Linked DNA regions of Lactuca sativa: region 1 is linked to region 2. Evidence: chromatin contacts called from public Hi-C data. All regions are on one chromosome and are shown on one strand. Each heading gives the region's core, a stretch centred on a gene start, on an enhancer-like site or on the middle of the called end of the contact. The rest is flanking DNA. Distances are from core to core; before and after follow the strand shown.

Region 1 (6,292 bases), core at 1,926-4,425, 330 kb after region 2:
TGAATTTGGAGCACTGTCACCTAATTATAAAAAATATATATATATTATTAGAAATTATTATATATATATATATATATATATATATATATATATATATATATATCTAATTGCAATTCACAGATAAATAGTATATTTTTATGTTCCATACTTTGGCCATAATAGTTTTGTATATTGACAGGTTTGGTCCCTGTGTAGAAAATAAATTACAATGAAAAGGTCTGGGTAAAGATTTTTTTACATAAAAGGTCCATGTGTTGTAAAATTTAACAAAATGGTCCCTGCCTAGTAGAAAATTTATAGATTACGCCCCCACTAAAGCAGGGATAATTAGAAATTAATTTTGTTTAAATATGATGCTAAATTCTCAATGCTCACCATCATCTTTTTGGCTATCTGATTCAACAGAGGTTGGCTTTTGTTGAGACATGTGATCAACTTGGTCCAACCCACTAATTGACTCTGAAAATTGAAAAATAAAATATTAAATAATTTTAGATTTTAGAACCCTTTAAAAGAGGAAAGAAAATGGTTACTTACGATTATCAATCAGGTCACTTGTACCTGCCTTTTCCTCTAAATCTGCTGCAGCAAGATTTTTCTGTTTATTGAATATAAAATAAATAAGTTAATATTACAAGCATAAAAAGAAAAAAGTTACATGTTATGAGGAAGATAGATAGATACCTGAGACACCTCTAATGGGTTAGTGGCTTTAATGTCATTTTGTCCATTTCCACTAGTATCTGCATAAACAATATAAAACTGAATATCTTACATATAGTTAACAAAAAGCCAAAGTATTGTTTTATCAACTTTTGAATCAAATCATATAGTTAACATCATCATTCATCAGATAAGGAGTTTTACATGCAACTATAAACACTGACAGTTGATGTACTACTTAAAATCATAATATTAAAAGAGTACCCAAATTACCACTTGAGGTTCTTGATGTTGTCCTTGTGTCACTTTTCTTGCTTGTTCCTTTTTCCTTTTCATCTGGAGTGTAGCTTGAGACAGGTGGCTCATTCCCCCCAATATCTATATCCTCTTCCACAGGATCATTCCCTGTAACATGTGACATGTCATGGAAATCTAAGTTAAACAGTTGACTAACATTGACCAAACACCCATGAATGTGAGAAAGAGAAAACGGTTATTAACCTCTATATAGTTGCATAGTTGAGTTGCTAATCCCTGATTCATGTAGCAGCTGAAACCGATGATGAAGAATCATTGTTAGACTTACATCCTGTTATAAATTAGGAAAGATGACATGTATTTAAAATAGTACCTCAATGACACAAGGCTCTGCTTTTCCTTGATTTTGTTGCTCATGTATATGGTTGTCTAACATCTTGCGTAATTTGAACAATGTATCATTATTAAGATCATCAATATCAATTTCTATTTCATCTTCTACTGCTTCATTCCCACTTGAGCTGTGTTCTCTTAAAAAATCGATGATATTATCTGGCAAATCTGTAAGATGAGCTTCCAACTCCCTGCTTAGATTAAGCTTTTCTTCACTTGTCATCACCAACTTAGCTTCTGGAAACGGTTCTTGTTGTATTGAGGTGATCTTTCTTTTCTTTGATGGAGGAATTGGTTTAACCAAATCAATCTCTTCAAATTGTTGTTGAGAATTTTGAGGTAGTTTCTTTTCAATGGGCTTCCATCTTAGCTCGAAAAACTTATGAAGAACATCTGCCATGACATGGACATCATTTCCAGGGGGGTTGTAAGTCATGGCATTGGAAAAGGTGAGTCGGATATCAGCGACAAATTCAAGGGGACCTGTGTATTTCCCTGAAGAAAGTTTTTCTTTTATTGTCCCTAAATCCATGGGATTCTTGATGACATTGAAGTAATCTGGTATTTTCAATGCAACAACATCAACAGGTTTGTTAAACACCCAGCCATGTTGATGGGACATCAACTTCTTCAATAAGTTCTCACATTGTTTCTTCAGTAATGGAGTAAAAGTCCCTGTGTCATTAGCAGATGAAAACCTTCCCATAATACCACGATTAAGGGCCTTTGACTTTTGACTATGGTCAATCTTTCTCCCAGAGCCAGATGATTTCTTCAAGTTTGAGCTAAGAATATCATTAGAAGATGATATTGTGGCAACACGAGGCTTATCAACATCCAATCTTTTCTGAAATGTCCTAAGTCTGTCAAGTTCAGATTTCAATTGGAGTAATAATTTCTTTTTCTCTATGGGTGAGAGCTTTGACAAAGGGACAACATGTACAGGAACACCAAAACCATCAGATAATGCAGAGCTTAGCTTGATCCATTTTTTCCTATGGTTGATCGAGTCCTCATAACCAGATGCATCGATATCATCACGTCCAGAGCAACCAGATCCTTCTGATTCATAATTGGGGGGAAACCCACCAGAATAGGCATCAGGGAACATATCCTTCTTCGCCATATTGCAATCAACACTTCACACCCAACCAGAATGATGTATATATCAAACCCTAGCCCAAAGATTTCACGCACGTCCCTGAATATTCATGACAAGCCAATTTAACTCACAAACGGATCCATTATCAAATCCCTCATTCCTCTCTCATATTCCTCTTTAACAAAGAAAAGATCGCACACGCTCTCTAAACGCGGAATAAACTTAAATACGTATTCTCTGAAATTAGGGTTTCCATGTTCATATTTCGATCCATAAAAGATGTACAAATTCAATACTTGTAACCGATTACCATGTATTACAGAATTCTCAAATCGAACGTTTGGGTTAACAATTTCTCCAACCTAAACCTAAAATTGAAACGTTTTGTTTTGAAAAATTAAACGAACGAGGGGAGAAAAATCGTAATCCAAAGGAGAAAACCTAATCTTACCGCAAAAATCCTCTTTGGGTCGAAAAAGAGCCAATTCTCCTCCGCAAAGACGAACTTCAATTCGCACAGAAGCTTAATTCAGCGCAATTCAAACTCATAGCATCAAATCACCAACAATAACTCACCGACAACGAAGATAACCCTAAAAACGGAAGATCTCTACTGGATTTGAAGACGACAAAGCTCAAAGAATATTGTGCTCGAAACCCTAGAAAACAAAACGACGGGGGCGCGGGTACTTCCCAAGGGCTCCGAACGAGAAGAGTATATGATCGTACGGCAGAAAATGTAAGCTTTTTAGGGGATGAAGAGAGTGACGCCTCTTTATCTTTTTCGTGTCCATAAGTGGGAGCCTCGTTTCACCGACTCCTAATAAATCGTAGCCGTTGATTCACGCCGTCTTCGGAATCGACGGTGAGAACAGCGCTTCAGATCTAGTGATAGACCAAGTGATGCAGATCACGTGCAATAAAGGCGGTGACTTGGTCCTCAAACTATAACTTCATTCCATCTTTAGTCCCTTAAGTCCAAACATTTATATTTAACGCTATTTTTTTTACTTATGACAAAACCGTAACAATCGTCCTTTTGGTATGTTTTTTTTAGTGGGTTTTGTTTTAATCCTTAATGTTTTTTGGATTGATGCTCCTTTTAACTATATATATATATATATATATATATATATATATATATATATATATATATATATATATATATATATATATATATATATATATACTAGCCGTCTACCCGCGCAATGCGGCGGACGGCCATAAGGGTGAGGAGAGAGTTTGTATAGTTTTTTTCGGTAAAATCAACAACTTTTACAGAGAATTTTCTAAAAGTCATCAAACAAATTAGTGAAATTAAGACCAACAAAATTAATCTACTCAAAAAATGAACAATAAGTTTAATCTATTAATAGGCATGATACTTAGAATGTTAAAACCCCCTAATGTGTATTAACACCCATAAATTGTTGGTGAACCGCATTTTTAAATGTAAGTGTATACAATAAAAAAAATTGATATCTAAGCATAGTTATACATAACTGGTTCTGATGCAAAATTATATAAAATAAAAAAGAATCTGGGCAAACAAATATTATTTGATTTTATCCCTTCAAAATTCCAAAAATAATCCCCTAGCTAGGCACGATGAATAAGCATATAAATAGCAAAAAACAATAACCACATGCTTTTATCCCTTCTATACTTATAGTAGCTCCTGCTCAATAATAAACTAAAACAACACAATTAGACAGAAAACAAGTATTCTTGAAATTAAATGATTTTGAACTAATAGACTACCAATGAGAAAAGTATGATTTAGTATTAGGAAATGACCGTCAATGATATTATTTGTCAACCATTTAACTTTTGTGTATTTTCCAAAGAAAACATTTTGCTATCGATTTACACATAGATTGTAATATTATAAGAATTTGACTATCATGTATGCTTGCGAGACCAGGTAAATTCAATGTGATTATGCTCTTGCATTTCACAAGATGCAATAGATTTTATAGTTTATAAAATTTTAATATATTGCTTTTTCGGATCCAAAAATTGACATCGATTATCAGGTTTTTACGTCCAAAATGAAGTCAAACATTCAGCCCATATAAGAAACTATAAGATATAGCTTGCTAGAAATATATAGGCTCGAATTGACTTGACCTTCATGTTGTATGGAGGAGTATAGCTGCTACCAAATTCCTGTTGGGTGATCTTGAACGATAAAGGAGCAGATGACTATCTTCGCCATCAATAACCATCATCAAAGGAACTTATATGTCTACCTTCAGGGAAGCTAGTCAATATCCCTTCATTCTTCAAAAAGTCTCTCTTGCTAACAATGATGACCCTGCCATGAGCAATTAAGGAATAAAATACTTTTGAAAAACAAGGCAGTTAGGTAAGATATTTTTGAACAATAATTCAATTCAAGCAAAAGCCAAACCCATAACAATCAATGGTTACATATTTTTGAAGCATGTTATTTATTGAATTTCAACAAACTTTTTGTGGAGGTCGGATTTGCCAAAAAATCATATCAAAAAAGAAACTCATCAGGAGGAAAATCACGATAAACCACATATGGTCAAATATGTTAAAAGATAATATAGTTGATTGCTTGTCCAAAAAAATGCAAAATAATCGAGAATTCAAAATCAAGAAGATACCTTCAGGTTTGCTTCATAGTTTTCTTTTCTTCAAGTTTGGTACCTACGTTTCTTTTCTTTCCTCTATGTGCATTTATACTCAAATCATTGCTTGCATAAAAAATAAAAAAAAAACTATAAAAAAACAACTTGTAAAAATAAACGCAGTTGAGAGAGAGAGAGAGAGAGAGAGAGAGAGAGAGACTTAGGTGGTGTGAAAATGGTGGTGTAGATCGAGATCCATGACTTACAACCTGTAAAAAGAAAAACAAGTCATGATTAGAGAGGTGGCTTCATGAAGAAGAAAAGGGACTGACGGTTTACGGTGCACATTTATGTTTCTTTAAAATTTGTTGAAACTACACATGAGATAAAGATTGGTTTAGTCTACTAAAACTAAGGATTCAGGTCAAATAATAACTCCATCTGAAACCGATTTAATTGCGTGAACTATAGTGAATATTTGGTCAATTTTGCCAGATTTTTAGGAGGATTCAAAGTTCAAACATATATATATGATCTCCATGGGTTAACTTAAGATTTTAATATTATTTTATTGATGTTTGGTTGTACTTTAAGCTTTAATATTTGGACGTCTTAAAAAAATATTATTATTATATTGAATCTATTTATAGAAATAGTGAGATTTCTTTTATAAGATAGTAAAGATATATATATATATATATATATATATATATATATATATATATATATATATTTGCATAAGAGATCCACATCATTTGACTTCACTCCAGGTCCGGCCTTACATAGATGAAAAATAAGCCCTTGCTTAAGGCCTCATTTAACCCATATTTCAATTAGGGATTAACGGTTTGGATTTTCCATTAACGCAATAAGCAGAAATAATTCTCGGCGACTATTCTTTCTGTGAATCTGTGTCCTCTGAGTTCATTCTTCATTCTCCTCTATCCTCGTAACCGCATGATGGATTACCACTACCGTCTACCAGTTTTAATTTGATTCTCGATTCTAATCTTCTTCTTCTTGGCTCTGATGATCTGACCAATTCTTATTCAAAAATAAAAAAAAAGAGGTTAGTTTGATAGTTGATTCTTCTTTCTGAAAGGTTGATAATCTCTTACTATTTGTCTCTTTCCTTAGCGAATTCTTGATTCTTCCTGTAATCCTGTTTGTGTTTGAGTTTAACTGTTTGTACTTTGTATATGAGCATTTTTCCTGTTGCTGTCTCACAATTAGATTCGATTTGTGTTTGTAAGTATGTTTTAAAGTTTTGTATGAT
Region 2 (6,111 bases), core at 2,612-5,111:
TTTACTCTAACTTACAGTGTGATTGCCAAACACCTCATTGATTTTGGTCCTTATTTCACGGTTCCAGATACCAAAATTGATATGAAACCTTGAAATAAGGACCAAAACTGAAAAAGGTTTCAGTTTTGGACTAAACACAGTAAAAATCAGAAAGCACAAGAACCATATTCGTAACTTCCTCTATTTTCAAGTGTTCTTGCTAAGCCAATTATTTGATTTGGTCCGTATATAAAAGTTTCAGAGACAAAAATCGACACCATAACTGAAAAAACGTTTCTGTTTTGGACTAAACATGGTAAAGATCAGAAAGCACAGGGACCATTTTGTAATTTACTCTAATTTAAAGTGTTATGACCAGATATTTACTCGATTTTGGTCCTTATTTCAAAGTTCCATATACCAAAATCAATATGAAACCTTGAAATAAGGACCAAAACTTAAAAAAAATGTCAATTTTCAACTATCAACATGAAACCTTGAAATAAGGACCAAAACTGAAAAAAGTTTCAGTTTTGGACTAAACACAGTAAAAATCAGAAAACACAGGAACCATATGCGTAACTTCCAGTGCTCTTGCCAAACCAGTTACTTGATTTGGTCCTTATATAAAAGTTTCAGAGACAAAACATCAACATGAAACCTCGAAATACGGACCATAACTGAAAAAACATTTCTGTTTTAGACGAAACACAGTAAAAATCCGAAAGCTCAGGGACCAATTTTGTAATTTCCTCTAACATAAGGTGTTTTTCCGAAACAGTTACTCAACAATTGCATGGACAGCTTCTGTGAATAAGGGCATGCAAGAAAATTTGGAATACGGGTACAAAGGCAAAACCCCAGCAGAAACAACATTCAATTTTCTTTCAGCTTTGGGTGACGTGGCATTTGCATATGCGGGCCATAATGTTGTGCTTGAGATCCAGGCAACAATTCCTTCAACACCCGAAAAGCCTTCAAAGGGACCCATGTGGAAGGGGGTGGTGGTGGCTTATGTGGTGGTGGCTTTGTGCTATTTTCCGGTGGCTTTTCTTGGATATTATATGTTTGGAAATAAAGTCGCGGATAATATTTTGATTTCACTACATAAGCCTAAATGGCTTATTGCTGCTGCTAACTTGTTTGTGGTTATCCATGTCATCGGTAGTTATCAGGTAATTCTTTATCAATAATAGCAATGTTCTTTATTTGGTATTTATAAAAGCAACATACTTGCTTTGGATACCAATGTGACAAAACCTCGTAAATGGTCCCTCTGGTTTGGTTTCCCAAACTCGGGGATATAGTCCGTAAGTTTAAAAAACCTCATAGATGGTTCCTGTAGTTTTCAATTTCGATCGTGGTTGTTCCTTTACCCATATAAAATGACATTTATACCCCCTTTTAATTGTTTTTAATTCTCACCCAAATTATTGTTACATATTGTTACTATTGGTAAAGAAATGTAAGTACCTTGTTATTATGTGTCAAGAAAATGTAAGTTGCTTTATTGATTACATATTGCTATTATCAGTAAAAAAAAAGGGGCAAATGGCACAACAGGTATTTAAACATTGTACTTTCCAATTGTGTTTTCCGTTAAATGTCGACACTGCATTCACTTTTTTTTCGATTTTGGCATTGCATTTTCCAATTTTTGTTTGAGAGACAATTTGTTTTCACTTTTTTTGATTTTGACATCACATTTTCCAACTTGGTATGCCAAACCGGACCCTGGCAGGGTCCCCGGTGAAATGGTCAAAATTGAACAAAATTCAAAAATGCGATTTTCGATTTAGAACAAAAAATAACACAATGTCAAAATTAAAAAATATGTGAAAATATTGTGTCTTGTGCCATTTACCCTAAAAAATTGTAAGAACATTGTTGTTATGGGTAAATAAAATGTAAGTATATTGCTATTATAGGTGAAAAATAAAATACATTGTATATATGGGTAAAATGAGTAAAGGATGTTTTGCCATTTTTTTTTAACATTTTTCTAGTAGCAATGTATTTGCATTTTTCTACATGCTAACGAAGTTTTGAGTTTGTATAGATTTATGCAATGCCGGTTTTTGATATGATGGAAACCTTGTTGGTGAAAAAATTGAAATTCAAACCAACTTGGATCTTGCGGTTTTGTACGCGAAATATCTACGTAGGTTAGTAAAGTACAATAGTATGTCAAGGCAAAATGTTAGGAATTTATCTATTTTAAAGAATCATTTACCAATCTTTTTTTTTTTTTTTTGGATTTCAGCATTCACAATGTTTGTTGCTATAACCTTCCCTTTCTTTGGAGGTCTCCTTGGATTTTTCGGAGGCTTAGCCTTTGCCCCCACAACTTATTTTGTAAGAATATTTTTCGAGTTATATAAACATCCACATTTTCTTCAATTTCTCAAAATCCAACTATTTCTTGTTGTGTTGACTTTTTGACTTTTTGATTTCAAAAGCTTCCATGCATTATGTGGCTTGCCATCTGTAAACCAAAGAGGTTCAGCTTGTCTTGGTGCACTAATTGGGTAGGTTTTATCTTCTAACCCCATACATTATTTGTTTTTTATAAAATAAAATGAAATCTAAACTAACATTTTAATTTTCAGATTTGCATCTTTCTTGGTCTATGTTTGATGATTCTATCACCTATTGGGGGACTTTACAATATCATTAAGCAAGCCAAGGATTATAAGTTCTATAGTTGATCATTATCACTCAAAGTAAAAGTGGAAGAAAGCAAAATAATAGGGGATTTGTGTGATTTTCTTTTCTTTTCTTCTTTTTTCTGTTTATTATTCATTATATTATATGTTCTATGTGTTCTACAATATTTGTAACATATCATGAATAACAATTGATTTATGATTCTCTTTAATATATAACCCATGAACATTACAATATATATCCCAAGTCAGACTTAATTTATTCCGTTTTCTATGTACTTTTCTTCTCCTTCTCAAGCTTAAACATTCTTTCTCTATACAACTCGATCCAAAGGTTAGAAATCCAAAGTACACTAACAGAAATAGCCATGACAACAACACAAATCCAAGAAACCCAAAGCCATTTGGGAATAACATTATCAGCAACCCCACTCGAATAGAAAACAACCATTTTGTAAACAAATAAAGGTCCAGCAAAACCTCTAACAGCAGAATATAGCACATAAAATGGAGGAGACAAAAGATCAAACACCTGGCGTGCAGTTTCAGAATCCTCCCTTCGTGCACTTGCCAGCGTCCAAACGTTCTGAAAGAAGCTCGTGATCTCCGCCAGAGCAAGTAAAATCAACACCGCGTATGCTCCGTGAAGAACTAGATATCGACAGGTAACGAAAACGAAAAGGGTAGCTAAATGATGACCGATGAAGAGGATATCGGTTGGGTAGAAGGTTAAATAGTGGCAAAGATCCATTAAGAAGTAAGCAATGCTGTATTCAAGAACGGTATTCTGAAAATGAGTGTTGATCGTGGCGAACCCAGTTGTGGAATCAGCGAGGATGGCGAGACAAGCAAGGATCACGGCCGGGGTGCCATGGGCAAGTGAGATTAAGCAGCTGGCGGCTTCAGGGCGGAGCTTCGGGCTCCAACTACGGAAGACGATGAAGTGGGCAGTCAAGTATATTGTAAAATACATTGCGAAGAAGAGAGGTAGACTTGACATAGAAGAAATTAGGCTTGTTGAATCCATCGTTAAATTCCCCCAAATTCGATGTTGTTTGGATCCTAATTCACGAAATTAGATGGGGTTGGTTTGATTGTATGGATGAGATTGTGGAATCAAAAAGCTATATGAATGAATTTATAGATATGTCGCGTGATCAAGAGGTGAAAGACGATCGAGTTGATTAGTCATCCCGCCGCCAAACCCAACCCTCGGTCAAAATTAAAAGCTGTTGCATTATCCATTAAGACGCAGTCGCTGTCAACAAGTTTACTGGTTGAAAAAGGTGAAATGGGTGGCGACGGTGGGAAAAAATAAGTTAAAACATATGTTGAATTGTTGCATAGATAATCCAAAACCAAAGTTTTTTATATGGTTTTGGTCTAAAAAAAACTTGATCATACATTTTTATTTTCATTTTTATATATATTTTTTAATTTTTTAAATACTATTTTAATTTAAAAATAATATATATATATATATATATATCCCCTAACCCCACCTCTTTCTCTCTTTCTTTTTTATGGATGGGATGAATAAATAATGTTTGATTGAAAAGTCAAAATTAGATCAAGATTTCTACAATCAAGTTCATCATCTTTGAAATCCATCTACACCAATAAAAATCTTTAAAGCTCTACAAAATATTAACTTGGGTTTAGAAAATGATACAAGATCTCTCTCTCTCTCTCTCACATACACACGGTAAACTTCTTCATAAAAAAACCCAGGTACATTTCACACAAATAAACACACTTTGAAGGAAATTGGAAGCTCGATAAATGTTGTACATGGAAGCCTGTAACATCCCGGAATATCAAGAGTAGAGTTGAAGGGCTAAAAGAATAAATGGGAAAGGGCAACTCGGCGAGTCCACGAGTGGACTCAACGAGTAGGGTCGCGACTCTGGTCGCGTGTTAAGTGACCAACTCGGCGAGTAGCATGGGTGGACTCGGCGAGTTGGTGCTGAGTGGAGAAAACCCTAATTTCGAGGGTTGAGCCCTATATAAAGAACATCATATCTTCTCCCCATCCTCCTTATCATTCCTTGAGTTCCAGAAGCCCTAAATTCGTGAGGAGACCCCATTGTTGAGTGAATTAGAGCTTGGAGAATGATATTTGGTGCTTTAAGCTTGAAGATTGGAGGCTTGTATCAGGAAGCTTAGGGGGATCAGGAATCTATAGTTGGTTGGGCTCATTCTAAGGGTAAGGAACCATTTCCTTAAGCTATTTTCTTCATGGGTTCATGTGTGGTGGTTGATATGACATCTAAATTGAGATAGAAGCTTGGATCTGAGGATGCTACTTCAGATCTAAGCTTGGGATGGTCTTGTATGTCATAAAGTCCCTGTTGATGAGTGATTGGTGAAGCTACCTTGTCCTAAACCCTAGCCCTAGAGTGAAAATGCCTAGATCTCCTTGGATTCACGTAAAGTTTGCCACTTTACGTGATGGATGGCCTTAGGAAGGGTAGATTTATGGTTTGGATCATCTGCATGGCTTGGAAAGCCTCGGTATAGATTCAGACCCGGTGGTACTCGGCGAGTCACATGGGTAGACTCGGCGAGTTGTTTGAAGATAAGCTGGAACTCGGCGAGTTGGAAGAACAACTCGGCGAGTTGGATGAAGATGGCCTGGAACTCGGCGAGTTGGAAGAACAACTCGGTGAGTAAGTTGAAGATAGCCTTAGACTCGACGAGTCTTGTCGAAGAGTCCCAATCTTTTTTGGTTGAGCCGTGAATCGGTGAGTCAAGGGGTGACTCGGTGAGTTGTGTGCGAGTGGACTCAAAGTTGTTGAACTCGGCGAGTCTCGGGGTGACTCAACGAGTTGGGTCGCGGATTGAAGGAAATGCTGAGCATGGGGACTCGAGTAGTCATCGGGTTGACTCGGCGAGTAAAGTCAGTCAAGGGTTGACTTTGACTTTGACTTTGACCAAGGGTTGACCAGTTGTCTTCCAGGGGTATTTTGGTAATTATTGAGTTCAGTGCTTTGGTATTGTTCAGTGGGGGAGTTCGTGTCGGAGTTTGGAGCAGCGGGATCTTATCTTTTCAGCCGACAGTTTCGAGGTGAGTTATCCTCACTATATCAACAGGGTCTAAGGCACCAAGGTCGGCCCTTTATCGGATTGAGATCCGGGTATTTGTTGTTATGTTATTGCTTTGATATGTTTGCATCCTGGTAGTTAGGATGGTATATGTTAGAGACCTGGTTAAGGTCGATTCCCTGATATGTAGGGTGATGCTATGCTAGTGACCGGTTAGGTCGGTATCCTGGTTAGGATGATGATATGTTATGTGATCTGTTTAATCGGCTTGTTGACTATGAACGCTTATATGATTGTATGTTTATGTGCACATGGTTGTTTGGACTCGATTTGGGTTGAGGCGGGTCCTGTTTTGTGCTGTAGGCCAAGATACCCAGGGCGGACCGGTCGTCCCAAAGGCCCAGCGAGCGGTCCGGATAGG

The links. A called contact is a pair of places that touch in the nucleus more often than the background predicts.
Region 1: a Hi-C map of leaf shows a contact between it and region 2, with 9 times the contacts expected there. The contact joins the promoter of LOC111893489 here to the promoter of LOC111893220 in region 2. A contact is called at or near these places in 3 of 4 Hi-C or Micro-C datasets (leaf and seed).

Annotation. Positions count from the first base shown.
Region 1 is chr3:206,506,917-206,513,208 of Lsat_Salinas_v11, forward strand. It overlaps LOC111893489 (transcription factor GTE9), which reads right to left and starts at 3,176. Exons shown (of 10, transcript XM_042898642.2): 1 at 2,868-3,176; 2 at 1,295-2,515; 3 at 1,165-1,213; 4 at 937-1,068; 5 at 685-743; 6 at 538-598; 7 at 376-459; 8 at 1-20. The coding sequence starts at 2,440.
Region 2 is chr3:206,173,419-206,179,529 of Lsat_Salinas_v11, forward strand. LOC111893220 (TLC domain-containing protein At5g14285) reads right to left here and starts at 3,862. Exons shown (of 1, transcript XM_023889287.3): 1 at 2,827-3,862. The coding sequence starts at 3,672. The coding sequence ends at 2,917. LOC111893218 (lysine histidine transporter 1) reads left to right here. Exons shown (of 8, transcript XM_023889285.3): 4 at 761-1,154; 5 at 2,039-2,144; 6 at 2,243-2,334; 7 at 2,439-2,507; 8 at 2,589-2,725. The coding sequence ends at 2,687.